Regions from separate parts of the Drosophila melanogaster genome. Here region 2 is linked to region 1. Evidence: chromatin contacts called from public Hi-C data. All regions are on one chromosome and are shown on one strand. Each heading gives the region's core, a stretch centred on a gene start, on an enhancer-like site or on the middle of the called end of the contact. The rest is flanking DNA. Distances are from core to core; before and after follow the strand shown.

The links. A called contact is a pair of places that touch in the nucleus more often than the background predicts.
Region 2: a contact with region 1 is called in a Hi-C map of the S2 cell line, with 3 times the contacts expected there. The contact joins the promoter of lncRNA:CR44816 here to the promoter of CG3815 in region 1. A contact is called at or near these places in 42 of 107 Hi-C or Micro-C datasets (the D17-c3 cell line, the Kc167 cell line, the ML-DmBG3-c2 cell line and 13 more) and 2 of 6 datasets of contacts at active chromatin or transcription factors (both in the Kc167 cell line).

Annotation. Positions count from the first base shown.
Region 1 is chrX:6,291,343-6,297,883 of dm6, forward strand. It overlaps CG3815, which reads left to right and starts at 4,047. Exons shown (of 5, transcript NM_132083.4): 1 at 4,047-4,211; 2 at 4,368-4,558; 3 at 4,622-5,306; 4 at 5,367-6,541. The coding sequence starts at 4,164. It overlaps mldr (mulder), which reads left to right. Exons shown (of 2, transcript NM_001258620.2): 1 at 1-1,326; 2 at 1,393-2,835. The coding sequence starts at 65. The coding sequence ends at 1,765. CG15892 reads right to left here and starts at 3,001. Exons shown (of 2, transcript NM_001031870.2): 1 at 2,468-3,001; 2 at 1,764-2,402. The coding sequence starts at 2,796. The coding sequence ends at 1,838. CG15891 reads right to left here and starts at 4,003. Exons shown (of 1, transcript NM_001298010.1): 1 at 3,175-4,003. The coding sequence starts at 3,711. The coding sequence ends at 3,262.
Region 2 is chrX:6,366,359-6,373,228 of dm6, forward strand. lncRNA:CR44816 (long non-coding RNA:CR44816) reads right to left here and starts at 4,668. Exons shown (of 1, transcript NR_123812.1): 1 at 4,220-4,668. It overlaps Marf (Mitochondrial assembly regulatory factor), which reads left to right. Exons shown (of 8, transcript NM_206635.3): 2 at 275-805; 3 at 1,001-1,290; 4 at 1,361-1,699; 5 at 2,168-3,094; 6 at 3,164-3,334; 7 at 3,435-3,631; 8 at 3,701-4,566. The coding sequence starts at 499. The coding sequence ends at 3,902. It overlaps PpV (Protein phosphatase V), which reads right to left and starts at 6,557. Exons shown (of 3, transcript NM_078506.3): 1 at 6,294-6,557; 2 at 5,918-6,205; 3 at 4,707-5,829. The coding sequence starts at 6,458. The coding sequence ends at 5,371.

The sequences.
Region 1 (6,541 bases), core at 2,797-5,296:
ATAATTCTTATTGGAATTATTGTGTTAAGCGAGAATAATTTTAATCTAAATTTAAATTTAACTAATGTATAATTTACGCCTGCTACGAAATCTCCTGCCGATCGCCGGGCACGCCCATCCGCGCTGGCTGGCTAGCCAGCACAAGCGGCGCCCGCAGCCGGGCAGCCTGCCGGCCGATCGGCTGGACCAGCTGCGCAGTGATCTCTTCGAGCGTCGCCATGAGCTGAGTGGCGCGGAGTGGACGGAGGTGCGGAGGTCGCTCGTGGACGGGTACAAGCACATCAACGGGCACAACGTGGACGCCGTCATTCTGGGCGTGTGCAGTGCACCCAACCAATTGTCGTTGGCCAAAAGCTATGTGGAGTTCCTGAGGAGCAGGGGCTCCAAACCGAATGCAGCGACACTGGGTCGCCTGCTGAGGGTCTACAATGCCGCCTACCACGAGCGACCGCTTAGCGAGGCGGAACAGTCGGAGATACTGCAGATCTGCCGATCATTGCAGGCGGAGCACGAAACTCTGGACGCCAGCAGCTGCGAGAATGTGATTCATGGACTGGTGGCCACCAGCGGCGATGATTGGCAGCGCGGACTGCCGCTGCTCGAGATGATGAAGGTCACCAGTACGCCCAGTGTGGCCGCCTACTCCGCGCTGGCGGAGAAGGCCTTCAGTGTGGCGACACCGGAGCAGGAATTGGCCTGGCGCCTACTGGAAGAGATGGCCACGGCACGGAAGCCGCCCAAATGCGAGGTCTATCTGGCGCTGCTCAATCGACTGGCCAACGAAACGGCACAACTTCCTGCACAGCTTAGCCTTTTGTTGCAATTCCTCGAACGCCATGAGATTCTAGTCAGCCAGCGGGTGGCGATACGATTGCAGGAGCTGTCCAGCCAGGTGCCCCAACTGTTGCACACCAGGACCACCCATTTGGGAGGTCTGGGCAAGTGCCAGTCCTGCCAGCAGCACCTCCAGCCGGTGGCCATCAGCGATGAGGAGTTCCGGCAGCTAAGCGAATGTTTTCTGGAGCGCGTGCTCATACGACGAGACGTCTTCCAGCGCTCCACGCCCGAGGAGGTGGCCAGGTTCAAGAAGTTTGTCGAAAAGACGGCGCCATACGACTGTGTGATCGATGGCCTCAATGTGGCCTACTCTACGGGCACCAAAAAGACGCCGCAGCAGCTGGCCAAGCTAGTGGCTACGGTGGTGCGTCATTTCCGGGAACAGGACAAGCGTGTCCTCGTCCTGGGACGCGAGCACATGCGCAACTGGTCCAAGCAGGCCATGCACTATGTGCACTGCAATGCCAGCCTCTTCTTGACCAGCAATCTGTAAGGGAATTCATCTCGAATTGGAAAGGGATAGGTAGACTAATTCGTTCGTTCGTTTGCTTATAGGTCGCACGATGATCCCTTCCTGCTGTATGCCACGCTGCGCAGCGGCCAGGAGACAGACTTCTTCTCCCGCGACCTGATGCGCAGTCACGCCTTTCATCTGGGCACCGAGCTGAAGCCCATCTTTCGTCGCTGGCAGCAGGAGCACCAGTTCTCCCTGGTCACCCAAACGCAAACGGGTCAGATTATAGTCAAGGAGCCCGTTCGTCATCGGCTGTGTGCCCACCAAGTGGCGGACACCTGGCATGTGCCCTACTGCGCGCAGTACACGCCGCATCCCACAGACAGCTTCGAGGTGCCCGCCAACTGGCTGTGCATCCAGATGAAGGAGCAGACGATACCCGCCACCAAAACCAAGACCAAAACAACGAGGTGACCATGTGAGCAAGACTTCTTATGCGAATAAATAGTAGCCAAATGTTAACACGAATACACTGAAGGAGCCGTCCTAGTCGCAGTCATAGCGGGTGCACTTCTCAAAGGCTCCAAGACCCTGCGGCTGGGGCTTCTTGCGACGGCGCTCGTACAGCAGCTTCTTCTCGGCGGCGCACATGAGCCGACGCTTGATGTGATTGTCCATCTCGAAGTCCAAGTCGGCCGGCTTGGCCAGCTCGTTGGGATCCCTTGTGGCTGCCGAGTCCAGCGCCTTAATGATCAAACTGAGCAGCGCGTGCGCGAGGCGATGGCACACATCGTACTCGATGGCATCCTGGCTGGTGTAGTAGATGGCCGACTGTGAGGTGGGCTGCACACCAATGGCCAACAGGATGTTGCAGAAGATGCCGCGCTGCATGCGCGCATACGGATCCACCAGCTGCGGCGGAATGCGCATCGTTGTGGCCAGATGGGAAATGAATTTGGCGAACTTCTTGATGAGCACGTTCAGGTACTGGGTGCGGCACTGGCGCTCCAGCTTGGTCAGCATGTTGTAGTACAGTTCCTGCTTGCGCTTCAGGAAATCCTCCTTCTTTCGCTCCTTGGTCTTGTTGCTCTTAAGGATCTGCTCCAGCTGTCTGTTTTTGGGAATGAGATGAGATGATTAGATCGCGTTAGCAACTGATGCAAGCGCTGCACTTACTCCGTGGTAATGGCTTTGTATTTGCCCAGCATGCGCTTGATCCGCTTGGCCCGCAGCTTCGGATCGTATACATCCTTGAACTGCTCGTAGTTGTCGATGAGCGTGTGCAACTTGGGCTTGGACAGGGCCACGTCGTAGGGCTTTACCTTGGGCGGCAGTGTCGGCTGGTAGGCCATGCGCCGCACATACAACTCCAGCTTGTCCAGTTCCTCCTCCCGCCGCTTCTTTACGTTCTCCTCTGCGCACACATCCGGATCCTCCTCCTCGGGCAGCGACTCCGTCGACGTGGGCATCGGCTCATCCCAATCCGAGACATTGGAGCTGGCCATGGCTGAAGAGTACTACACGGAACTGAACTAAACGAAACGAAACGGAACGGCTCGTCTCGGCTTGGTAAATTTGTACGTATTGGAAATTTAGCTTTGAACTTGGTTACTTATAAACACAAAATAATGTTTCGAAATCTTTTTTGTGTACGAAAAATTTGGGTAAACGGGAGCACTAACAATTTTATGTATTCACGCTGCGATAGTGGATCACCTTATGAGCAGTCCCAGTTGAAATGTGAGCGAGGTAAAACCAAAGGACTACTTGATAGTCAGAAAAGTTCTACATGTTTTCAAAGAAATGGAACATTAATTGTATGGCAACAAGATTAAGGAATTCCAATGACTCACACCACTAACAAGCAAAAGAGCACTGCATATGTGGTTTACAATTAAATAAGCAACGTTTTATTATATGTAATGTAATGTAATGTATGAATATTAACCAGTGGATCTATGGATCTAAAGCTAGTAACACTCGTTCTGCACGGATCGCTCCAGGGCGAAGGTGTACTCCTCGGCCAGCTCGTCCACGGACAATTGGCGCGTTAGTAGCGCCAATATGCTGTCCACCTGCATTTGGGTGCTGGTGTAGCGATCCTTGTTGGCCAATCCGGGTGCCAGCTCGAATGGAATGTCCTGCAAGTAATTGACGGGTCCTTGGGCTCCGGGCTGCTTCACTTGATCGCTGCGCGGTCCTGGCATCGGCGGATAGGGCAGATAGCCCGCTGGCGGCATAGGTGGATACATGGAGCCGGCTGGAACACCCGGATGAGGAGCATCCGGTACTGGTTTGCGCTCTATGAACACGAAATCATCGACACTGGTGCCTGGACGGGTTGCCTCCGCCGGTCCCTGGATGGGCTGGTCATCCGTGGGCGTTTCCGCGGGCTTGCGTTTGCCAAATATCGAAAACATTGCACTATTTTGTTCTATTGTTTGGTAAAATCAACTGGCAAATTGCGTCGTCCGCCAGCTGTGATGCTCTTTTAGCGGGCGTTGGTCCAAAACAGCGAGTGCTAGCTAGTGGTGTGCCCAAAAGATGTAAACATATAGGTGTCTATAGTGAGGTCTGAGCGAAATATGAGAATTTTGGGTATTTAATTTTTAACTATTTGTTTGCTTGGGTATTTTTCGGTTACGAATGTGTATACCCAATATAAACTTTATTAATTGCAAGTAGTTAGATTTGGAGTGAAATGCAGTCTGCACTGAATTTCCGTTAATCGCCTATCGGTGGGCGCGCAGTGTGGCCATTCGCTCGTCGGATGCGCAGGGCTGGACAACCGACACTGCGCCCGCCTCCGTCGCCAAGTGAAGTCGCTCCGAGATTGATTGTGTACACCGGATAAGAGGAGCGAGCGAAAAAGATGTCAAAATTGGACCAGGACCCGAACGCCTCACTGAGCATCATGGAGGTGAGTGTGCCGCCGGGACGCCATTCAGAGCTTCAGTGTGTCCACTGCCCGGAGCTCCAATTCCAATCGGCGGTGGCTACTCTAGAGCTGCCACATTAACGCATTCACAACTGTCTCCATTTCCCACATTTAACATAACTTTACTACTTCGCGCAGCAAATCAAGCAGCTCATCCGCCCGCCGCCCAACGAGGACGAGAAGATGATGCAGCGGTCCACCAACACGAAGCATCCGTACTACAGGCGCCCGGGCAGGGGCCACAACCACGACTATTGTGACGCCTGCGAGGAGGGCGGCAATCTGCTGTGCTGCGATCGATGCCCCTCCAGCTTCCACCTGCAATGCCAGTGAGTATATACACGCGCATATAGCTGCTCATTTTGAGTGCTGATTTCGTGCTTTCGCCACAGTGATCCACCGTTGAGCGAGGAGGACATACCCAGTGGCCAGTGGCTGTGCCACAGCTGTCGCATGAGCAAGCTCTCCCAGCCGCCGGCCTCCTCATCCAAGGCCAGTTCCGTGGAGCGTGTGCCTTCGGCGGGCAGTGGCTCACGGGCGAATACTCCATCGTCTGGCGATCTGGAGTCCATACCGCTGAAGATCCGCAACCTGCGCAAACGCAGCAACAGCGAACGCAATAGCACCGAGAAGCTGCTGGCCAAAATGCCGATGTCCATACAGCGCGCCCTCGATCCGAACAAGAAGCCAACGCCGCTGGACGATGTCATCAGGGCGGCCACCATGATGAATCCGCAGCAATTCTCGCTGCCGCCGGAGCTCGAGCTGCACACCCAGTTCCCGGGCAATGGCAAGGTGCAACCCGTACAGCAGACGCATCCGCCGAGCGGAAATGGCGGTAATCGCAGATGCGCCGGCAATCAGCGACGCAACTCCAAGCCGTTTGAGCTGGATGCCCAGGGACTGGTGCCGCTGCCCGCCAAAACCTGTTTCTACTGCACGCGCTCCTGCAAACGGGCGCCGCTCATCTCCTGCGACTACTGTCCGCTCTACTTTCACCAGGATTGCCTGGATCCGCCACTGACGGCACTGCCAGCTGGATTGTGGATGTGCCCCAATCATGCCGAGAATTTTATCGTAAGTCAGCCAACGCACATGGAGGTCTGCTTGGGTTCTAATGAGGATGTCTGTTCACAGGATGCCAATATGACCAATAGCATTTCGGCCACGGAGCGGGTGCGTCTCTGGAATCGCTTCCACCAGCCACTTGACCATGAAAATGTCAAGCTTGAGTTCTTCCGGCGTGTCAACACGCGCAATCCGCCCTTTCGCACCAAGAGAAATCTGCGTGCTCGCGCCCACATCGAGGTGCCAGCCATTGTGCGCTACCACTACGATCATCCGCCGCCGCTGTTGCCCTCCATGCGCCAAACGTTGCGCTACGATCGGGTAAAGCGGCGCAATAACCTGCCCACCGAAGTCGAGGAGATATCCCGTGAGTCGGTCACCGAATCGCTGCTCAAGGATCTGGAGGCCTTGCGCACGGCTCACGCCAAATTCCGTGAGATTCAGAGGGAATTCGGAACCTTGGAGACGGCCATAGATGGCGATAGCGACAGCGATCCCAGTCCTGAAGAGAAAAGGACCGAGACGAACACTCCCGCCGATAAAGTGAATGGCGAAGTGGATACGGAGAATCCCAATACAGAATCGAATGCGCAGGCCAGCGAACAGCCGTCGGTTGTCAAGGTGGAGTCCAAGACCAGCCTAGAGGTGGAGGCTAGCTTCGAGGAGGACGAGGAGGACAGCAAGAAATCAACGGGTATTATCGATGCAGACCTCTTACACCTGGACGTCGATATAATCAAGAAGCTGGCGCACCAGCGTCTGCAGCAGCTGGTCGAAGAGCATCCGGAGATTGTGACACAGTACAAGAATCGCACGGCCGCTCGTCGCCTGCGTCAACTGGCGTCAGTCGATGGCACACATGTGGCTGGCGAAACTGCTGCCCTGCAAGGCCAACTGGCGCCGGAGGATATGAACCGTTTCTCGCTGCTCTTCACCAGCGAAACGTCCTCAATTCTGGCGCAAAAGAATGGCAATGCCGCCGACGAAGATCCCGCAACGGCCCTGCATCCGGCACTGGCCACAGCGGCGGCCATTGCAGCAGCAGATGCCGCTGCCGAAAGCTATGCGCCGCGTGCCCGTAGCGACACGGAGAAGGCATACGAGCTGGCATCGCGCCTGGAGCTCAAGCTGCTGCAGTGCAAAGTGCAGGCGCGTGCGGTGATAACGCCACTGGGCGACATGCTCGAGGATAGCCGCTGGTTCAGTTCGCTGGGGCTGGACCATTCGATTTTCATGCGCTACCG
Region 2 (6,870 bases), core at 3,418-5,917, 76 kb after region 1:
TTGCAGCGCAATTGGACCACGTGTGTGTGTGTGCGTGCAATTTGCGTTGCGGTATTTTCCTTTTCGCCAAATACAGTGCACTCTCGACATAGCGAACAACAAATCAATAGTTTATGTTCTCTCTAAGATATACTTAGCAAACACATGCTTGATTTTGTAGCGCACATTTTGTTTAACACTTAAACCACTCAAGTTGAGCTTATCTGGTGCGCACTGTATTCAATCGTTTTGTTTTTTCTTTCGTGTCATAATTTTTCATTTAATTTCGTTTCAGTTTTATGACGTTGATTTTTGAGCAAATACCCCCAAAAGCAATATAACACACAATAAACAGAGATAGTTAAGTTTTGAGTTTCGGGTTGGCGGCGAAGTTGCAGAAGTTGGAAGTCTGAACAACCAAATCCCCTGGGCTGCATACCTTTTGTTTTGTATCGCAATTCTCTTCTTCTACCAAAAAACCATCTGCTAAACCGAATCAACCATAAACCGGATCCCGAAATGGCGGCCTACTTGAACCGCACCATCTCGATGGTGACCGGGCAAACGGGCCCCGCCGACGACGACCGTCACGCCTCCTCCACGGACACGGTGGACAAATCCGGACCCGGTTCCCCGCTATCCCGGTTCAACTCATCGCTGCAACAATCCGGCTCCACAATGGCCGCCAATCTGCTACCGGAATCGCGGCTCTATCAATCCAACGACAAATCACCGCTCCAGATCTTTGTGCGCGCCAAAAAGAAGATCAACGATATCTACGGCGAGATCGAGGAGTATGTCCATGAGACGACCACCTTTATCAACGGTGAGTTATGTATTATATTTTTAAAATACCCAACAGAAGCCAATCCTTGAACCTCTATGTTGCATGGTATTCGATAAGAACGATTATGATTCAGTTCATCGTTTTACAAGGGAAATGGTGAAATTTTGATTCTTATCTAACATCTATTGCCTTTGGCGAAATACCCAGTTAAACCAATGTTCGTTGCTCTTTCAGCCCTGCACGCGGAAGCGGAGATCGTGGACAAGGCGGAACGGGAGCTGTTCGAAAGCTATGTGTACAAGGTGGCGGCCATTCGCGAAGTACTGCAGCGGGATCACATGAAGGTGGCCTTCTTTGGACGCACCTCCAACGGCAAGAGCTCGGTGATTAATGCCATGTTGCGCGAGAAGATCCTGCCCAGCGGCATTGGGCACACCACGAATTGCTTCTGCCAAGTGGAGGGCAGCAATGGCGGCGAGGCGTATCTTATGACAGAGGGCTCCGAGGAGAAGCTAAATGTGGTGGTAAGTGGGCTACTCAGCTCTCCTCTGGGAAATGTGTTTCGCCTAATGACCTAGTGACCCTTGTTTGCAGAACATCAAACAACTGGCGAATGCCTTGTGCCAGGAGAAGCTCTGCGAGAGCAGTTTGGTGCGCATCTTTTGGCCGAGGGAACGCTGCAGCCTGCTGCGCGACGATGTCGTCTTTGTGGACTCACCTGGTGTGGATGTGTCGGCCAATTTGGACGACTGGATCGATAACCATTGCCTGAACGCCGATGTCTTTGTGCTGGTCCTGAATGCCGAGTCAACGATGACGCGTGCGGAGAAGCAGTTCTTTCACACCGTCTCGCAGAAGCTAAGCAAGCCGAACATCTTCATCCTGAACAATCGCTGGGATGCGTCGGCCAACGAGCCCGAGTGCCAGGAATCGGTATGATCTTCTAGGCGGCCCCTTTAGTTAGTCCACAATCTCTGTCAGACCCTGCATTACCATTACATGGCAGGCGAACCATATGCCACATATGTGTACATATGTTCGTTTGCCAGCAGTTTTGCACTGCCACATCTCATAAGTAATTTCTTGGACCTCTTCGTATGCCTGTTGTCTCTCTATGTTGATGTGTGTCTTTTGTTTTTGTTTATTACCCAACCAACCAATCAATCTATCAAACAACCAACCAACTATCCACTGTAATCAACGCCAGGAATTGGCTAAGGTAATGAATGAGCTAGACCCGCTTGCTTGGTCCCACAAAAACCCAATCCACTCTGCTTTGGTCTCTTTATCGAATTGAACCGATGAACACCTCCTTGTTGACTCTTCCCAAAGCAGCTTACTTAGTTGCCCTGATTGATTGATCTATGCACTTTCTAAGACGCTTATTTCATCAATTGATAGGTTAAGTCTCAGCACACGGAACGCTGCATCGACTTCCTCACCAAGGAGCTAAAGGTGAGCAACGAGAAGGAGGCGGCCGAAAGGGTATTCTTCGTTTCCGCCAGGGAAACGCTGCAGGCGCGCATCGAGGAGGCCAAGGGCAATCCGCCGCACATGGGTGCCATTGCCGAGGGCTTTCAGATACGCTACTTCGAGTTCCAGGACTTCGAGCGCAAGTTCGAGGAGTGCATCTCGCAGAGTGCTGTGAAAACAAAGTTCCAGCAGCACAGTTCGCGCGGCAAGAGTGTTTCGGGTGACATGAAATCAATGTTGGACAACATTTACGAGCGGATCACCATATTCCGCAATCTGAAGCAGGACCAGAAGAACCTGCTCACCGAACGCATCCAGGGCACAGAGACGCAGATGATGCAGGTTACGCGGGAAATGAAGATGAAGATCCACAACATGGTCGAGGAGGTGGAGGAGAAGGTGTCAAAGGCGCTGAACGAGGAGATCTGGCGCCTGGGCGTACTCATTGACGAGTTCAATATGCCCTTCCATCCGGAGCGTTTGGTGCTGAACATCTACAAAAAGGAATTGAATGCCCATGTGGAGAGCGGCCTGGGCAGCAATCTGCGCGCCCGCCTATCCATGGCCCTGGCCATGAACGTCGAGTCCGCCCAGACGGAGATGACCGATCGCATGCACGCCCTGGTGCCCAACGAGCAGCTCCTGGCCACCAGCACCAAGATGGTGGTGCGCACGCAGCCCTTCGAGATGCTCTACTCACTGAATTGCCAGAACCTCTGCGCCGACTTCCAGGAGGATCTGGAGTTTAAGTTCAGCTGGGGCATTGCGGCGATGATCCAGCGCTTCACCGGCAAGGTGCGCGAGCGCAGCAAGAAGGGCCAGCCGGCGCTGGTCAATCGACAGAGCAGTATTGGAGTGAGTTTCTACAGTATAGTTGTGTTGCACCACCTTTACTATATCTCTGCCATCGAATCTCGTTCACAGCACAGCGTATCGACGCCGACCACGACGCCCGTGGAAGCCACTCCTGTGTGCCTGCTGCCCGCTCCCGTTGTGGCTGGCATTACGCCCGAGCAGCTGTCGTTGATCTCACGCTTCGCGGTGTCCTCCATTGGATCGCAGGGCACCGTTGGTGGTCTCGTCGTAGCCGGTGTCGTAAGTGTTAACGGTTAAATTATCATAACACCTCTTGTCCTTACCAACGACCAAGCAGGTGATAGTGCATAGCTATGTGATGAAATCAAACCACTTGCAGATGCTGAAAACTATCGGCTGGCGTGTCCTGGTGGGCGTGGGTGCCCTCTACGGCTGCATCTACCTGTACGAGCGCCTCTCGTGGACAAATTCAGCCAAGGAGCGAACGTTCAAGTCGCAGTACGTGCGCCATGCCACCAAGAAGCTCAAGATGATTGTCGACCTCACCTCGGCCAACTGCAGCCACCAAGTGCAGCAGTGAGTATTGATCCCTTAGCGTCTGAATCGCTGATCACTTATCGAATATTCTCTGTCACATCTCAACAGGGAATTGTCGAGCACCTTTGCCCGTTTGTGCCGCACGGTTGATACCGCCACCACGGACATGAATGATGAGCTCAAGACGCTGGACTCGCAGCTGAACATCCTGGAGGCGAACCAGAAGCAATTGAAGCTGCTTCGCAACAAGGCCAACTACATACAGAACGAGCTGGACATCTTCGAGCACAACTATATATCGCCGCAGTAGTGGAACAGTAGTGGGTTGGCTGACCGTGGGGCAAAACACTAACCAGAATGTGGATGATCATAGAAATCAGGCGAAGACAAACACCCAAACGACTACAACAACATTAATGCACCACGTATTTGCTGCTCAACTCTCAGTTTTTCTCTCCTCTTTTATTTTATTTTTTTTGTAAGAAAATGCATGATATGAGCCAATCGATTGGAACCTCTTTATTCTCTATCGTTTAAACAAATCGTTGTTGTTGTTGAGAATTCTTTTAATTCCTAACATGCACTACTCTGCTAGTGTGATTATTTAGTTTTCTTTTTTTTGTAATTGTTGACCCGGAAACGCACGCGTATATATATATACAAATAGAGAAGTATCCAAAACACTGTGAGCATGGCCAGGTGCCATGGAAAAGCAAGTTGCGAGGAATTATGAATGCCACATGATGATGACCGACCCCAGAATGCGAAAGTCACTCACTTATTTACCTCTTTTTCGCCCCTAATAGAAAGTCTAGTACTTATACATATTTGTTTTTGAGTTGGGACGCTAGAATAAATGTTGGGGCAAAGCAAACCAATATATATGAAAACACAATTGTTGAGATGTTGCAAAGCATGAGAATGAGAATGATTCATGAACGAAAACGAAACGAAATAAATGATATTTATGTAAGAAACTCATAATCGAAATTATTTCAGTGGAACTTTGAATATCGGAGCCGTGTCGCGAAAACGACAGAGACGGATGATGGACATTTTGGGAGCGGAATAAGGGACACCTGGTTTTTCCCACTGATTACCGGACAACGCATTTCGAATTGTCTTTTTTGTTTTAATCATATCGTTTTGATCGGGATCACACAATTGGGTTATTCTTAGTTATTCTTATTTCCTTCAAAGCATTACTAATACAAAATGTACAAAGTATATGATTTTTGTGTTTGTTCACAGAAATAAATATGTAGGTTTGGAATACAAAATAACAAAGTGAATCTCTATATACTTCTTGCTTCCATTAGCATCCGTTATCAGTAAATACAATACTTGGATATACAACTTAAAGAAATCAATTCACGTGTTCCCCTCTCTTTGGACTTGCCGGAAACTAATAACAAAGTTTTTTTTTAACTGTGCTCTTAAGAATTAGATATGTGTTTTTGCCATACAAAAAAAGAGACGAAAATTACAAGTTACAGGTGTGTGTGTGGTGTGTGTGGCTTGTGTTTGCTGTTCTGAGTGTTTGCTATGCTTGGGGTGCTCGTTGCGCACGTTTTGAGTTTAAGGCGTTGAGTTCATGGGTGGTCAAATGAAACGGATCAGTCAGTCGAAGGCTGCACTCCGCTCTGCTCTCCACAAGCGTATATGATTATTAGCCACGATGCCGGAACAGTGGGCGGATCGTATTGGATCGGTATGTGGTATGGTATGTGGTATAGTATTGCGTTGCATCACTTCACATCGCATCACATCAGAACGTTTTACAGGAAGTAGGGCGTTGTGTTCTGCTTGGGTATCACACGCTCCGCATCCGGAACAGCCAGGAAGATCTTCGTCTGCCGCTTCTCCGCCGTTTCGAAGCTAAGAATGGCGGCAACGTTGCCGCAGCGATAGCAATAGTTTGGCGCCGACCACACGGTCACCAGTTTGCCATCAAACATATACTTGATGCCCTCGTTGACCAGCTGATGTGCTCGGCATATGAGGTTCAGATTATTGATCGCCATAAAGTCCTTGGTCACATTGTGGCCAAACAGCCAGCCAGCGCCGCGCGGACTCTGGCCCCAGTACTCCATGTCCTCGGGATCGGACCACACCAGATCGCAGAAGGCACCCTTGTACGGTATCTCGCCGTTGCGATCGATCGTCCTGATCTGGTCCAGTGTAATGATCTCGGGACTCAGGCCACCGTGCACGCACAACACCTCCTCGTCGATGATCTGTGTACATTAGGGGCAGTGGGGTAAACATATATGTAAATGATTAAAAGGGTGTTGTCCACATGAAGTATCCCATAGTTCAACTCACGGCAGCGATGGTAAGCAAATCGAAGACCTTGCAGCAGTATTTCCAGCCATTGGCATTGCCGTACTTGCTGAAGCACTCGTCAAAGAATCCGTACACCTTGGTGATCTGCCGCGTTTCGTGGTTGCCGCGCAGCAGGGTGATCCGGCTGGGATAGCGCGCCTTCAGCGTGAGCAGTCTGGTGAATGTCTCCAGCGAGTAGTAGCCCCTGTCCACGAAGTCGCCCATGAATATGTAGTTGGTATGCGGCACCTGGCCTCCAGTGCGGAACAGCTGCTCCAGGTCGTAGAACTGCAATTTGGGGGTGGAGTGCGATGGCATTGCGTTAGTGGACATTGCAATGACGTAGGAGACGAAGACGGAGGAGATGACCGCTTACCTGGCCATGGATGTCACCGCAAACGGTGACGGGCGTGCTCACGGGCAGGATGTTCGTCTCCTCCAGGAGGATATCGCAGACCATCTCGCATAGCTTCTTCAGCTCGTTCTCCGGCAGGTACTTGCATTTCTTCACGTCTTCTATCCACTTGTCCACGTCGCCCATGATGCCCGCTGCCTGTGAAATCCACGGTAAATCGCCTTAAAACAAGTTAATAAATAAGTATTGGTTGCACGTCCATCTGCGCACCTACGGTCACACTGGCTGGTGTTCAATGGTTATCGAGCAACGGTTATACTGCTGCCCACGGTTAGAGTACTAAAAAATTGATCTAAAGTTTCTTCTATTCTTTTTATTTTAAATACTATTGTTGAGTATTTTATTTGCTTTTGTTTTCCATCGATAAATGGTGCATCAATTTTTTGTTTAGCCGATGCAAGCACCAGTCGCATGGGACGTTCTTATTAGAACTGTATACTTGGTGTGTACACACTGCGTAGCGAGAATGTCACATGTTATCGATAGCTAACACATTTGAATTCAAATTCAAAATATTTAATTACTTTGGCGGTCGATT